Linked DNA regions of Zea mays: all the other regions are linked to region 2. Evidence: chromatin contacts called from public Hi-C data. All regions are on one chromosome and are shown on one strand. The core of a region is the stretch at or near the end of the contact, and the rest is flanking DNA. Distances in the headings are between cores, read along the strand shown.

Region 1 (4,398 bases), core at 1,714-4,213, 620 kb after region 2:
GACTCGAAAACCATCGACAAAATGTTGAACAAAGTATAACGAATCAGTATGATGCCCATATGCTACCAGGTTATCTACCGGTGCCATAAACTGCTCAACATATTCCGACACAGAAGCTATTTAATAAATACGAAAAAGCTTGTGGATAAACAATTCGTATTCATCCTTTCCTAATCGTTCCAATAGCAACTGACATAATGAAGACCAAGTCCATGCACTGAAGTTTTCATCCAGAGAAGATAACTAACATGCACCCGTCCCAACAAAATGCAACGAGGCCACTTTGATCTAGAGGGATGGTTCAACTTCGTACAACTCAAAGTAATCGTAATTCCGCCAAATCCACAGTTTCGGATTCTCACCATTAAAAACCAGAAAATTCAACTTAGGCAAATTGTCATGGCTCGCCATCAACGGACCTCCGCCACATGACCACTTCCTGCGATGATGCTCCGACGGAAACTCCCGGGGCTCACCCAACATCGGAACTGAAACTGGAGAGGGCAGCGGGGGCATACCCTTGATCGAGGGAGGGATGAGGGTGGTGACGGACCCAAATCCATCCTCCCAGTAGTGCTTGTCGATGCAGTGCCCATGGGGCGAGTTGCATGTGGATCCACCAGGTGGGCACTCGGCAGCCACCAGGGCAGGAGCAAGAACGCCCGGCATAAGGGAAAACTTCTCGACGACTACGCACTCCCAGTTCTTGGATAACTTGCCAACCTCCAAGCGCCGGTCGTCGACGACACCTTAGAAACTGAGGCTCCATTCATCGAATACCCTGACTGCTTTCTCGACACCTTTGACGCACTCCTTCTGCTCTGTCGTGAACTCCGAGAATGTGGCCTCCTAGCTTGTCTCCTGATTGGCAAAACATCGATCCCACTTGGTGTCATGCTTCTTGAACCGCCTCACAATTTCGTTGAGAACGATCTACGTATCTGGATTCGTCACCACTTGCTTTCGCCGAAAACGTGTCAGATACGAATGTGCCACCGACTGCATCAGTTCGAGCTTCAACACAAGAAAGAGCCCGAGAATCGGTGGCTTTGATACCACTTGTTAACCTCTCACTCAAGCATCTCAGTGTACGAATTATTACAGTTCCAGAGTAGATGAGAAGGGGCGTAGGAGAGACTTGGGTGTCGTTTGGTTCACATATTTGTAACGTAATGGGTAACTGAAAACGTTAAATCATGTTTGTTTTAGTCCAACTGTAATAAGATACCACACTAAAAATTGATACCAGCCTATTCAAATTTGTTACCGCCAGTAATCGAGCGTAAACCATTACCATTACCATTTGCTTTACATTTCTTGAACCAAACAGCACCTTGGAGAAGTAGGAGAATAATATTTGATACATGCATAACCCTCTCTCTCGTTTCTACCGGCATATATGCTTCCTCTACTCTATTGTGTTCACCCAATCTGGCCCAACCACCTTGGCATTTTCCTTCCTGTGCATGTTGCTTCGTCGAGGCCCGCTTGGACCTATTTCTTGTCCGGCACATGCTTTCCTTGGTACAGACTTGCTCCCAGCTTGCCTTGGTGACGATTCGCTCACACCACGTTGTTCATTGTTTGGTTGAAGTGTCATATGAGTGTGGATGGAGAAGAGGGAGGAGCGTGTTCGCGTCTGATCATTTTGGTGGAGTGGGAGCATCCTAAATATCCTGTTCCGTTAGAAATCAACCATACACATCCTAAATCCCCTCAGGAATTCGAGGAATTCGGATCCAATCTAGGTAGTTTCAATAAAAATATATATAAAGGTTCAACCTCTGTAACCTGCAGTGCCTTTCCATGGTATAAAAACACAACTTGCAATGCTCATTTCTTTTTGTTTCTCACTTCTCAGCCGTGCATGCACGTTAGGGGCCTACGACCGGTCCTGAACATGTACATTAGGGGCCGCAAATCAAATTAAGAGCCGATTGCCTTAAGGGTCCTGAACATGTACATTAAGGGTCCTGAACACGAGAGGGACGAGATAGGAATGTCAAATGTGTGCGCGCCTAGCTCAGTAGCTCTACCACTGCCACCGACATGCTGTTCGCATATGCAATGCAGTACAACATCTGACAACGGTAGTACTAGCAAAAAGCAAAACAGACCAGATCGAACGGCCGAGGAAGTCATAACAACATCGATCGAACGGATCATTTCACCACTCCCAGAAACAGCAGGATCTGGAGGAAGATGTAGGACGCGCCCCCGATGGTGGCGTACTGCAGCTTGCTCTCCCCCTCCACATCTGCGAAATCGCCGTCCGCGCACTTGCTGAACCCGCCGGCGAGCCACGCCAGGTTCCTGTACCCGTCGTCGTGCAGCATCCTCACCGCGATCAACGACCTTGTGAGTTGAAATTTGAACACCACGAACGAAATGAGTAGTAACTTGTAACTTGTTGCACGCACGACCTAGCTTGTGAAGAATTAATGCGTAGTCTTGTCATTTTACCTGAGGCCTTCGCCACAAGCGACGAGAAGCTTGGCGTCCTTGCTGCCGTCGACGGCGGCGGCGACGTCGTCGACGAAGCGCTCGTTCATCTTGGTGAAGGCCTGGCCGGTCCAGAGCCCGATGTAGCCCAAGTGGACCCACTTCTTCAGCAGCGTCACGGGGCCCATGTCGTCGTCCCCCACGAACAGCGGCACGTGCACCGAGCCCCGCACGCTGGCGCGGGCGCGCTCCCACTCCGGCCGGACGTCCAGCAGGCGGAACCCCTCGCCGCCCAGCGCCTCCGCAGCGTCCCTCGGCCGCACGGCCCTCACCGCGCCCGACCGCACCAGCGCCTCGGCGCCTCCGGCCCACGACGACGTCGCCTGCGCCCTGACGCGACGTCGGGCCAGGCCAGGGGACGCGGGCCTGGTGCAGGTGGATGCGGCCGCCGCAGCACCCATAGCCATGCCCACTTCCACTTGCTGCTTGTCAATTGAGGCCTCGCTCAGTCGCGTTCGTTTCCATGTCACTCTTATCTGGATGATATTTCAGGTCCAATCCGCACCGTCGGTACACTGCACACTGCATCTAGGGCTGACAATGGGCTATACTTTTTGCACTATAAGATTTAAGGATCGAAGCGGGTTAGGATCGGGCTTTATTTCTAGTCATTTTTGAACTATAATTTATTTAGGGCCTTGACATTTTGTGAAGAACTATTTGGATCACGATCCATTACCACCCCTATCTGCATCTCATGGCCGTACGATCCGTCTTAATAGATGAGGCGGGGCTCGACGAGATCTCCGCTCGTTGATTTGCGTCCTAGCTAGTGGGGGCCACAGCCGAGAGGACGCTGGTATCGCTAGAACTCCTCTGCACGGCCTCCGACACCGACAGCTCCGCAGCCCCGTGCTCGACCCCTAAGCTCCATCACGGGCCATCTCTCGTTCTTCGTGGGCTTTGAATCGGTCCGGCCCGCCAAAAAGCCCATGCTCATTAGGCTAAATCGCCACGGAAAACGACCCAGCAAGCCATGTCTGGACCGTTAGACAGGTACGGAACCCAGCTCCGCACGGTCTAGTGGCACGTCGTGTCGTGGCTGCCCTGATGCAAATGGACCGTGCTTTGGCTGGGTTCGTGTCAGGTGACCCGTTTGTACATAGTTAGCGGAAATGCATCTGTACAAAAAAAACCCGGCATGGGACTCCTAATAACAGAGGAAAAAAAGTCGATTCTTATTGCAAACAAACATCGATCGACGCACATGACAGCATAATCGCTTTACGCTGCGGGACGCTACGCGAACTCGAAGCTCATGAGGACCTTGACGCTCTTGAACTTGAGCCCCTTGTGGTCGAACAGCGGCACGGCGCGGATCCCTGGCCGCAGCTCCGCCACAGGCAGCGCCGTCTGCCCGCCGAAGTCGTCTTCGTTCACGTCCTGCTCGTGCACCTCCACGCGGAGTACCGCGATCTCAGGTACGGTCAGCGGGAAGGCGAACTCTTCCTCCCACACCGGCACCCAGCTGTCCTCCACGGCTTTCGTCTTTCTCATCACCGAGTCTAATGGAACTCCGGCGATGCCAACCTGTTGGCGAACCGAACCAAATTAGCGATGCGCCCTCATGTTCCAGTCCTGGCGTGACTGCTTCGGACGATCTATAGGCATCGCTGACTTCTAAACGTTGGCACGGGCTCAACGAGTGAACAGACCTTTACATAAAAATCTGGAGGTGAGTATGAGTCGAAATGTGTCTGCTTGAAGTCCTTTTGCCAACCTTCCCCCATGTACACCTTGACCTGCAAACCGCTACCGAATCAACCCATTTCTGAAACCCAAAGAAATTTTTTTTAAAAAAAAAGAGAGAGAGAGAGAGGAAGAAACACACCATCTACCTTCAATGTTGCCTTCACCGGCAAATCTGCCTTCGAATCAAACACCTTTCCATCTGGA
Region 2 (4,342 bases), core at 1,541-4,040:
ATGCCCCAAAATAGATAAATCACTTCAATCTGAATAATCATGAGCAGATTGCCTTTTTACGAAAAATATTTATAAAATATCATAAACAACTCGGGACTTACTGGGAATACCCACCTTTCCACACTTATCATAAGTCTCCTTTTTCCCAGATCACTTAGGACTTGATAGTCCTCTCCAAGTTCCTATTAAGATCAAGTGATTTAATGAAATATTTCATAGCAATCAAACCATAGAAAGGTGATATTGATTCCTCCCAAATATTATGCATGTACAATACCAGTCAACAGTTTGGGTATTTAAATAGAAGAATCAAAATCTAGTAAAAAGCAACATGACGAGCAGAAGGGCACCTGCCCCTGCACCACGTACGTGGTCATAAAGGAGGATGAGCAGTGGCGCGGCGGCGACCCCGTACGCGGCGCGGGAGAAGGGCACCTGCCCCTGCACCACGATCATGACGAGGAGGAAGCACGCCAGCGCGATGGACAGGTAGAGGAAGCAGAAGAAGGGTCGGAGCTCGTCTCCTGCCCACCACCGCGGGTACAACATGTAGCAGACGGTGTGGACGAACGCGACGGACACGGCCGCAGGGAGCCAGGCGACGAGCAGGATGAGCGACTCAGCGTCCTCGCCGCCGTACAGGCCGACGAATCCCTTGAGGATGCCGAGCCCCACGTCGCGGGTCTTGGGGAAGTTGTTGACGCACGTGACCAGCGTGCCCGTGTTGGCGAACACCTGCGAGTTGGCGCCCACGAAGAAGTAGGCGCCACCGTCCAGCGGTCGAGTACTGGCACAGCTGGAGCGTCTGGAACGAGAAGGAATTGGAGCCGTCAAACGATGAGGAGCCGGAGAAGGACACCCTGTCGCTCTGGAACACATAGCCGCTCGACGTGGACTGGTTCGACGGCAGCAGCACGCGGTGGATTGCTACGGAGAAGTGGGATCTGGGGTACAGAGGCCGGCATGCAGGAGAAGTGGGATCTCAGTGACACGAACCTGGTAGATGGCCGCGATGGTGGAGGGAGGGAGAGGCGGATCACCCGAGCTTCCGGGTCCCTGTGCGACTGAATCCGGCGGGGCGGTGCCCAGCACCACAATGCTCTTCCTGGAGCCGGAGCTCCCCACCGGCGCGAGGATATTTCCGAGCACGCTCAGCGAGTATCCGCCTTACGCGGGCGACGGGTCGTGGGTCCCTATGCGACCGAGAACCGGCGGGGCAGTGCCCAGCACCACCGTGTGCGGGTGTTGGACTCCAAGCGGGCGGTGGAAGAAGCGGAAGGGGATCCTTGCGCGAGGGTGCGGGTCGAGGACGAGGGTACGAAGGCGAGGGGCGCCGAGGACAGGGCGAGGGCAGGAGGGGTGGACCACGGACGGATCTGGGCGAGGAGGCGGTGTGCCAGACCACCGGAGGCCGGAGGGAGCTGCAGCTGCTGTAGGAAGGTGGGCCGGGGCAGGAGCACGGACACGAGGCGATGAAGGTTTCCTAGGATTACGCGAGGGGAGCACGAATGCGGGGCGATCTGTGATTGTTGGCGAAGGAAGGTGCGAGGGGCGATGATGGCGGGCGGCTTACGACGCGATGATTCCTGCGATGATGGCGAGGCAGCTTATGAAGCTGCAGCTACTGTAGGGATTTGCGGGCGCGGCGGCCGCGAGGACGGCGGCGGGGATTGCGGGCGTGGGGACCGGGGGTGCGGCGGAGCGCGCTATGGCAGAACAAAGCTACTGTGGACGTCTACACTAAAGACATAAGGAGTAGTAGTGATTGGAGGGGCACTCACTTTATGGTATTATCCTACAGTATTAATAAAGGTCTTAGCGAGTAGGGACATGTCACGAGGGCACATTTAACCTTGTTAATCTCTCGCATCACTAATGTGAGTGGAAATATTTTAATAATACCATGTCTCCTACGTCGGACGATGATGAGTAGGACTGGATATCGAGCCAGCTCAGATCGATGAAGCTCGAACTGACTTGTTAATATTATAAAACTCATCTCATGATAAAATTAAAACGAATCGACTCGAAACGAGCTGATTATAAGTCGAGCTAGCTAAGGCCTTGTTCGTTTCGCGGTCAATTCATGTGGATTGGGTGATATTGAGTCGGTTTAAATCCATATCAAGTCAAAATCCATTCCAATCCATCCCAATACACATTAATCCACATGGAATTGAAATAACCGAACAAGCCCTAAGGGATCGGCCGGCCGATGGCCATCAGCCACGAGATCACGACAGCTAAGAACTGCGGAGCAGCACAAATGTGCCGCCGCCGCCCGCCAGGGATCGCGTCAATGGCGTCATGCGTGTGTGGACTGTGGGTTAACAAACCAGGAGAACCATTCACCACGTGCAGGACGCGACCAATCCACAGATCCTCCTCGTCGGATACAACCGTACTCCGAAGCCGCACCGCATCAGCGCCGTGTCAGCTCCCCAGTCCCCACTCCACCTGCGACCAAAAGCACCTCCGACAAGCCCCAGCCGTCGTCCGGCCCGGCTACGCCATCCAGGAATAAAAACGGACACACGCACACGACAAAAAAGAGAAGGGAAAAAAAAAGTTCTAGAGGAGCCACAAAACGACGGAAAGACCGAATCGCGGGCGCGGCCGGGCGAGCGAGCTGCCACGTCAGCGCGACGGTGATCTTCCCCCGGTAACGCCGCCTCCTCGCCCAACCCGGCCTAGGGCGGACGATTAAAATTAACCTAACACCGGGTTAAAGCCTCCGCGCTCCGCCCCCCGGAATCGGACCAAAGCCGGGCATACGCCCCCAAGTCCAAAAGCCCTCTCCGCCCCGCTCTCCCACTCGTAGGTGTTCTCCCCGTCTCCGCCCGCACTCGCTCGTCCGCGCGCAGGAAGGTTGACCTGTCGAGGGCCGGCGAACCCGGTAAGTAAGGTAACCACGCTGCTTGCTGTTCTCGTGGATTTCCTCCTGGTTCGCACGGCTCTCCTGCTTCGATTCTTCGGATTCGGAACTGGGGGAATAATTGTCGGGGGATTCGGGGGTTGGTTTTGAGTTGCGGATCAAGGTGGGCTCGCTGTCGCATTTCCTTGGGGAGGGCGAGGATATTGACGGACGGTTAGAGCGAGGCGGTGTTCGTCTCCACGGACGCAACACCAGCCCACCAGGTCTGTAAGGAAGTGCTCTCTAGTGTCGTTATCTGGATTCTTCCCGGCTAGGCTCTCATCGCTTGGTTGCTTCCATGCGATCTCTTGCGTCTATAGTTTCTCAGTCGATTGAACGTACAGTCGACCTCACTTTCCTCAATTTTTAGCTTTTGAACTGAACGCCTATCTGACCGAGCGATTCCGATTTATATATCCCGTCCGTTTCTTGTATAGATGAAACCGTAGTAGCTGATTGGTCACTGGAGTGTGCTCTGCGTGCAGATTCACGTGTTAATACTAAGCGTTTTGACTCTTGATACTAGGTACTCATGCGAATTAGGTGCTGCCGTTATCGATCTATTTGTCTGAGGTGGCCGGGTTACCTCTGCTGGTTAGGGCTTTTGAAAGGAATTAAACCAACATGATTCCATTGCTTACTAATCTCTTTCCAGCACCAAGGGAGCTCTTGCTGTGTTAATCTACTTTTTGCACCACCTATTAAATATTGTGGATGCAAGGCCTGAACATCCATGGACGAGATCCAGTGAGCACTGAGCAGGCACTATAAAGGTTGTGCTGTAATCGGGAATTCTACTTTCCTAGGATGGCTTAAGAGGTTTTGTAGTTCTAGTAGATGAAAGCCGGGAAGGAGTAAATAGAAAGCTAGAGTTACCGCGTCAGACCCTAGAGTCAAAAGGATTTAGAATTAGTAGGACCAAAGCTGAGTATATGAGATGTGACTTTGGTACTACAATTAATGAGGATGGAGATGTAAGCTTGGGAGACCAGGTAGTACTAAAGAAGGACACCTTACATTATTTGGGATCGATGCTACAAAGAGATGGTGATATTGATGAAGATGTTAGCCATAGGATCAAAGCGGGGTGGATGAAATGGCGTCAAGCATCAGGAGTCCTATGCGACAAGAGAGTGCCATAGAAGTTGAAAGGCAAGTTCTACAGGATGGCGATTAGGCTTGCTATGTTATATGGGGCTGAGTGTTGGCCTACTAAGAGACGACATATCCAACAACTAAGTGTCGCAGAGATGCGTATGTTGCGTTGGATATGTGAGCACACAAGATTGGACGAGTGAGAAACGATAACATACGCGATCGGCTAGGAGCAGTACCAATTGAAGAAAAGCTTATTCAACACCGGTTGAGATAGGTTGAGATGGTTTGACCATGTCCACCGTAGACCCCTAGAGGCACCGGTGCACAGAG
Region 3 (4,751 bases), core at 468-2,967, 550 kb after region 2:
CCGAGTCGGCGCGATAAGAGGAACATGTTGCTTTTTCTTTCTAAAACCCTACGGATCTTTCACCTTACTCTTGTTGAATAATTAGACAAATTCCGGATTAAATTCTGAATATAAATCATGACCAAATCAGAAGAACTGAAGTAAAAAGTCAAATCAGATGATGCGTACTAATTAGACATACTGATAGATGGCGCGCGCCGGAATCAGCAGGGTCGACGACGTCAGAAGATCACGAGCAGTCGCATGAAGACGCTTCCCAAAAACCTTATTCGCCCTCTCCCGGTGCAGGATCTAGAAGACGAAGGGTTCCGGAGACCTGCTCTCCTGATCGCAGATGCACGTCTGCGGTCGGGATGAAGGGAACTGGAAGGCGGCTCAGATATGAAGAGAGACGAAAGCGAAACTGGGATGAATTGGATGCTGGCTGTCAGGCGCTATTTATAGTGCCGAATCCGCAACCAGATAGCTACCTTTGATCTTATCCGCCCGCGAAAATCTCGCGTTCAGTTTAGATTTTATAGCGATCGGTTAGGATTCTAAACTTAACAGCCAAGTAACCAAAAATTCAAACGGCAAAAGGAAACTGCGCCCCCGCAAGGCGAGGGGCCGGATTTCAGCGGACCATGATTTCGGCGGACCATTCACGCGCATGTCGTGCGCCCTTTGCCCCCGCCCTGGGCCGGCCAGGCGAGCGAGCGCGCACACGTGTGTGGCTCTCCACACTCTCTCCTCTCATCCATGACTTGGTGAGTGAGTGTGGCTTCCATATTTAAGCTAGCTCTACTCTACTAGAACTAGCAATATGGTGCTATTAGTTCCATCTATTCCCTAGCCATACTTATATGGGCTTTTGAGATTTTCCTGTGATTTATTTGATTTTCTCAAGTTGGGCCTAACCCATAAATCTTAACAACTCTGCATACAAGGCTCGCGAATTTAGATTCTCGTGACACCTAGATTATTCAGAAATTCAGATTCTCAAAAAAAAAGTTGTTTAGAAAAAATATACCAAACAGGCGCATAGATATGTAGCTCAAGCTTAGGAATGAAAAGAAGCTAGGTTACCTGTCCATGTGAAATTTGAAAAACCGATTGCCAAACAAAACATATTTGACTAACAAAAAATCCTACTGTGGCCGCAATTGGTGATGATCAGATGAAGTGCACAAATTGCAACAGGAGTGCTGTGTGTGGTGGTATACCTCCGTGACCACAAAATCCAAGAATGATTACATTACACAGACAGAGCTAACCTTTTTATATATATTGTACTACTATTTATTCTTTGAGCACGTGCTTTATTTTCCCTAGCCATGCATGTTGCTTTCAAGGCCACTAGCTAGCTAGTTGAAGTTTTATATTCAACACTCCAATGATGATCGCAAAGCCACAATGTCTCTCCCTTATCCTTTGATTTATAAAAGGGGGTAAAATACGGTATTATTATTACTAGACATCTCAGCTCTCTGGACCATCACGTGTACAATTGCGACCGCTATATATCAACAAATATATGCCATGAGTGTGCAAGTGTAAGTTGTGCACACAATATACAGGGCGGTTTTGTCTTAAGCCAGCAGCTCCCCGGCCGATGGCAATAAGCTGCTTCAACGGCGGCGCCGGCTGGCCGGAGCCCGTGGTGCGCGTCCAGGCTGTGTCTGACACGTGCGGCGACACGATCCCCGAGCGGTATGTGAAGCCCCTGTCGGAGCGGCCCCGGCTCTCACCGGCCTCCGATGGCAGCGGCCCGAATATCCCAGTCGTAGACCTGTCAATGCTAGACGTGGACGCGACATCCAGCGCCGTGGCGGCGGCGTGCCGGGAGTGGGGCTTTTTCCAGGCAGTGAACCACGGCGTCCGCCCGGAGCTGCTGCGCGGCGCGCGCGCGGCGTGGCGTGGCTTCTTCCGGCAGCCCGCGGAGGTGCGCGAGCGTTACGCGAACTCGCCGGCGACGTACGAGGGCTACGGCAGCCGCCTCGGCACCGCCAAGGGCGGCCCGCTGGACTGGGGCGACTACTACTTCCTCCATCTGCTGCCGGCTTCCCTCAAGAGCCACGAGAAGTGGCCTTCCCTGCCTTCCTCCCTACGGTAAAAAAAAAAAAACAGACACTGCACTGCATGCTTGCGCTCTATACTTGTATCGTCGACCAAGCTAGCACCGTTCCGTTCGGGCCCTAGTTCGTTGATCTCATTATGCATGCATGCTTGCACGGGACGTGCATGGTCGTCGTTGCAGGGGGGCAACGGAGGAGTACGGCGAGGAAGTGTTGCAGCTGTGCCGGAGGGTGATGCGGCTGCTCTCCAGCGGGCTGGGGCTGGAAGCCGGGAGACTGCAGGCGGCGTTCGGCGGAGAGGGCGGCGAAGGGGCGTGCTTGCGGGTCAACTTCTACCCGCAGTGCCCGCAGCCAGAGCTGACGCTGGGCGTAGCGGGGCACTCCGACCCCGGCGGCATGACCATGCTGCTGGTGGACGACCACGTCAAGGGCCTGCAGGTAAGGAGCCCCGACGGCCAGTGGATCGTCGTCGAACCCGTCCCCGACGCCTTCATCGTCAACGTCGGCGACCAGATCCAGGTACGCAATAATCATAATGGTCGGTCTTACATATGTGCACGTGGTATATACGTAAAAGAAAAAATCATGTCTCTTGGGGCAAAAAGAAAATAATAGACTGAATAGCGGTTATTATATTTCATAATAGAGAGAGACGATTGGCTAGTGTAATAACGACGTCGCATCGCATGTGCACCAATCTTATTAAGCCGCAAAGATATCCAGAAATTAAAAAAAACTAAACAACCAAAAGAAACACACTATATGACGAACGTAAAGACGGCGACACGTGTTCCCAGGACCAGCACGGCGGCATCAAGAAAAGAAGCGCTTCAAAACTGAGGCAGAGCGTCCCCGGATCTGATTGATCATATGTCAGGACTCAAGATTTGCGACAAAAGCATGGACCGATATGTACATATGTTGGACCATTTTTGTTTGGACATAAGCCATCCAACACATGTCCTTACCCACCAGGTACTAGTAGAATTTTCTTATGCCTTGTATCAAACTTCTAAAAATAATAGTTAGCAGTTAAAATTGGCTGAGAGATTTAGAATGAGTCAGCTAATTAATTGTTAGCTATACCTCTCAAATAGTTATTAGTTCTTAGCTATTTCAACCTACCTATATAATAACTTATTAACTAACTAGCAATTAGCTTTAGAGATTTAGAACAGAGCCTTAACATGCCAAAAATATTGCCCATACACAAAAAAAGAGGGATCTTGTGTCTGTTACGTGTGTCACAGATATAATGGCCAAGGGGAAATCAGCAGGTTATACTCCTAGTTAATGGATTTTATGTATGTTATGTGCACAGTTATAAAGATTGATTTATAGGGTGTTTGGTTTCACCCAACTAAGACTTCCTTTAGAATGTAGGAATTTCACACGAATTATACTGAAATTTATAGAAAGTAGTTTATTTTCACCGAAAAGACACAAGGAACACGAGAAAAAAATTCGTACAATCCAAATCCAAAGGAGGCCTAAAATTTAGTCCCGGTCGCATCAAAAATTTGAGTAAAATTATAGGTATTAAATATATTCTAATTGTAAAACTACTTATATAGATAAAGACTAAGGGCATGTACAATCCAATTAAATGAGGTGTCTCTTATGGGATTTTTAGGGGGCCAAGTGAAAAAAAATCAAGATACAGCCTATTCGCGAAGAGCTCATCTCTACATGACTCTCTATACATAATTGTGACTTGACTACATTAATGATTTAAAGGCTCAGAGTTGTATCATGCAGTCTTTTAACTAACTCTTTTACTTGGAAAACCGAGACGAAGTCCCTCGGTTGTATCATGCTATCCCCCAGGGCCGGTCCTGAGGTTTCATAGACCCGGGGCGAAACAAAAAATTAGAGCCCTCAAAAAATTTTGAATGATAAAAGTCTATAATATATATATATATATATATATATACACTTTCTTCTAAGTACATAAGCAAAATTTTTGAATGATAAAAATCTATAATATATCAAAACAACTTCGAATCTTTCTACATATTATCTCAAAAAATTCTTTTAATGTTTCTTGATGCGAAGTCATTGATAATATTGTTGCTACCAACCTCGTCTAATAATTTTTCTCAATGTATAAAGTAGCCAATCCGTTGAGGCGATCTTGAGACATTGTTGACCTTAATAGTTCTTCAACAATTTTAACTTTAAAAAGCTTCTCTAAGCCGATGCCACAGTCACAAGCACAGTAAATAATATCCAATGAACGATTGAAATATTTGGATACAGATCTATTTGCCGAACATACTCAAAAAATCTAAGATTATATATACATGTATATTACTTGGGGCCCTTCCAAAATCGGAGGCCCGGTGCGGCGGCTCCACTTGCCCCCCTCTAGGATCGGCCCTGCTATCCCCTGACTGTCTCTTGTATTTGAAAAACCGAGCCAGAATCTCTAGGTTGTATATGCCTAAAAAACAAGACAAATTTACTAAATCTAATTAAGTCTATATTTAATATTTATAATTGATATTTAAACATTTAATATGACATGAACTAAACTTTAGTCAGGTGAACCAAAGACTCCCTTAGACCCTATCAAGCAGTTTATTTATGTAGTCATCTAAAACACTAATTTATACTGTATACTACACTATTCTAAGCAGCGTGGAGTTTGGATACGGCCACGACGATGATTTAACTAGCCTTAGAGCAACTCCAGTA

Evidence for each region. A called contact is a pair of places that touch in the nucleus more often than the background predicts.
Region 1: a contact with region 2 is called in a Hi-C map of ear, with 4 times the contacts expected there. The contact joins the promoter of LOC100283609 here to the promoter of LOC542687 in region 2. A contact is called at or near these places in 3 of 25 Hi-C or Micro-C datasets (bundle sheath, ear and tassel).
Region 3: a contact with region 2 is called in a Hi-C map of bundle sheath, with 1.9 times the contacts expected there. The contact joins the promoter of LOC100273620 here to the promoter of LOC542687 in region 2. A contact is called at or near these places in 2 of 25 Hi-C or Micro-C datasets (bundle sheath and ear).

The regions. Positions count from the first base shown.
Region 1 is chr1:44,790,758-44,795,155 of Zm-B73-REFERENCE-NAM-5.0, forward strand. It overlaps LOC100283609 (rhodanese-like family protein), which reads right to left and starts at 2,964. Exons shown (of 2, transcript NM_001156510.2): 1 at 2,464-2,964; 2 at 1,817-2,355. The coding sequence starts at 2,909. The coding sequence ends at 2,163. It overlaps LOC100191466, which reads right to left. Exons shown (of 8, transcript NM_001136899.1): 7 at 4,341-4,398; 8 at 3,662-4,244. The coding sequence ends at 4,104.
Region 2 is chr1:44,175,217-44,179,558 of Zm-B73-REFERENCE-NAM-5.0, forward strand. It overlaps LOC542687 (SNF1-related protein kinase), which reads left to right and starts at 2,791. Exons shown (of 11, transcript NM_001112203.1): 1 at 2,791-2,905.
Region 3 is chr1:44,728,169-44,732,919 of Zm-B73-REFERENCE-NAM-5.0, forward strand. LOC100273620 (jasmonate-regulated gene 21) reads left to right here and starts at 1,718. Exons shown (of 3, transcript NM_001148036.1): 1 at 1,718-2,088; 2 at 2,237-2,573. The coding sequence starts at 1,775.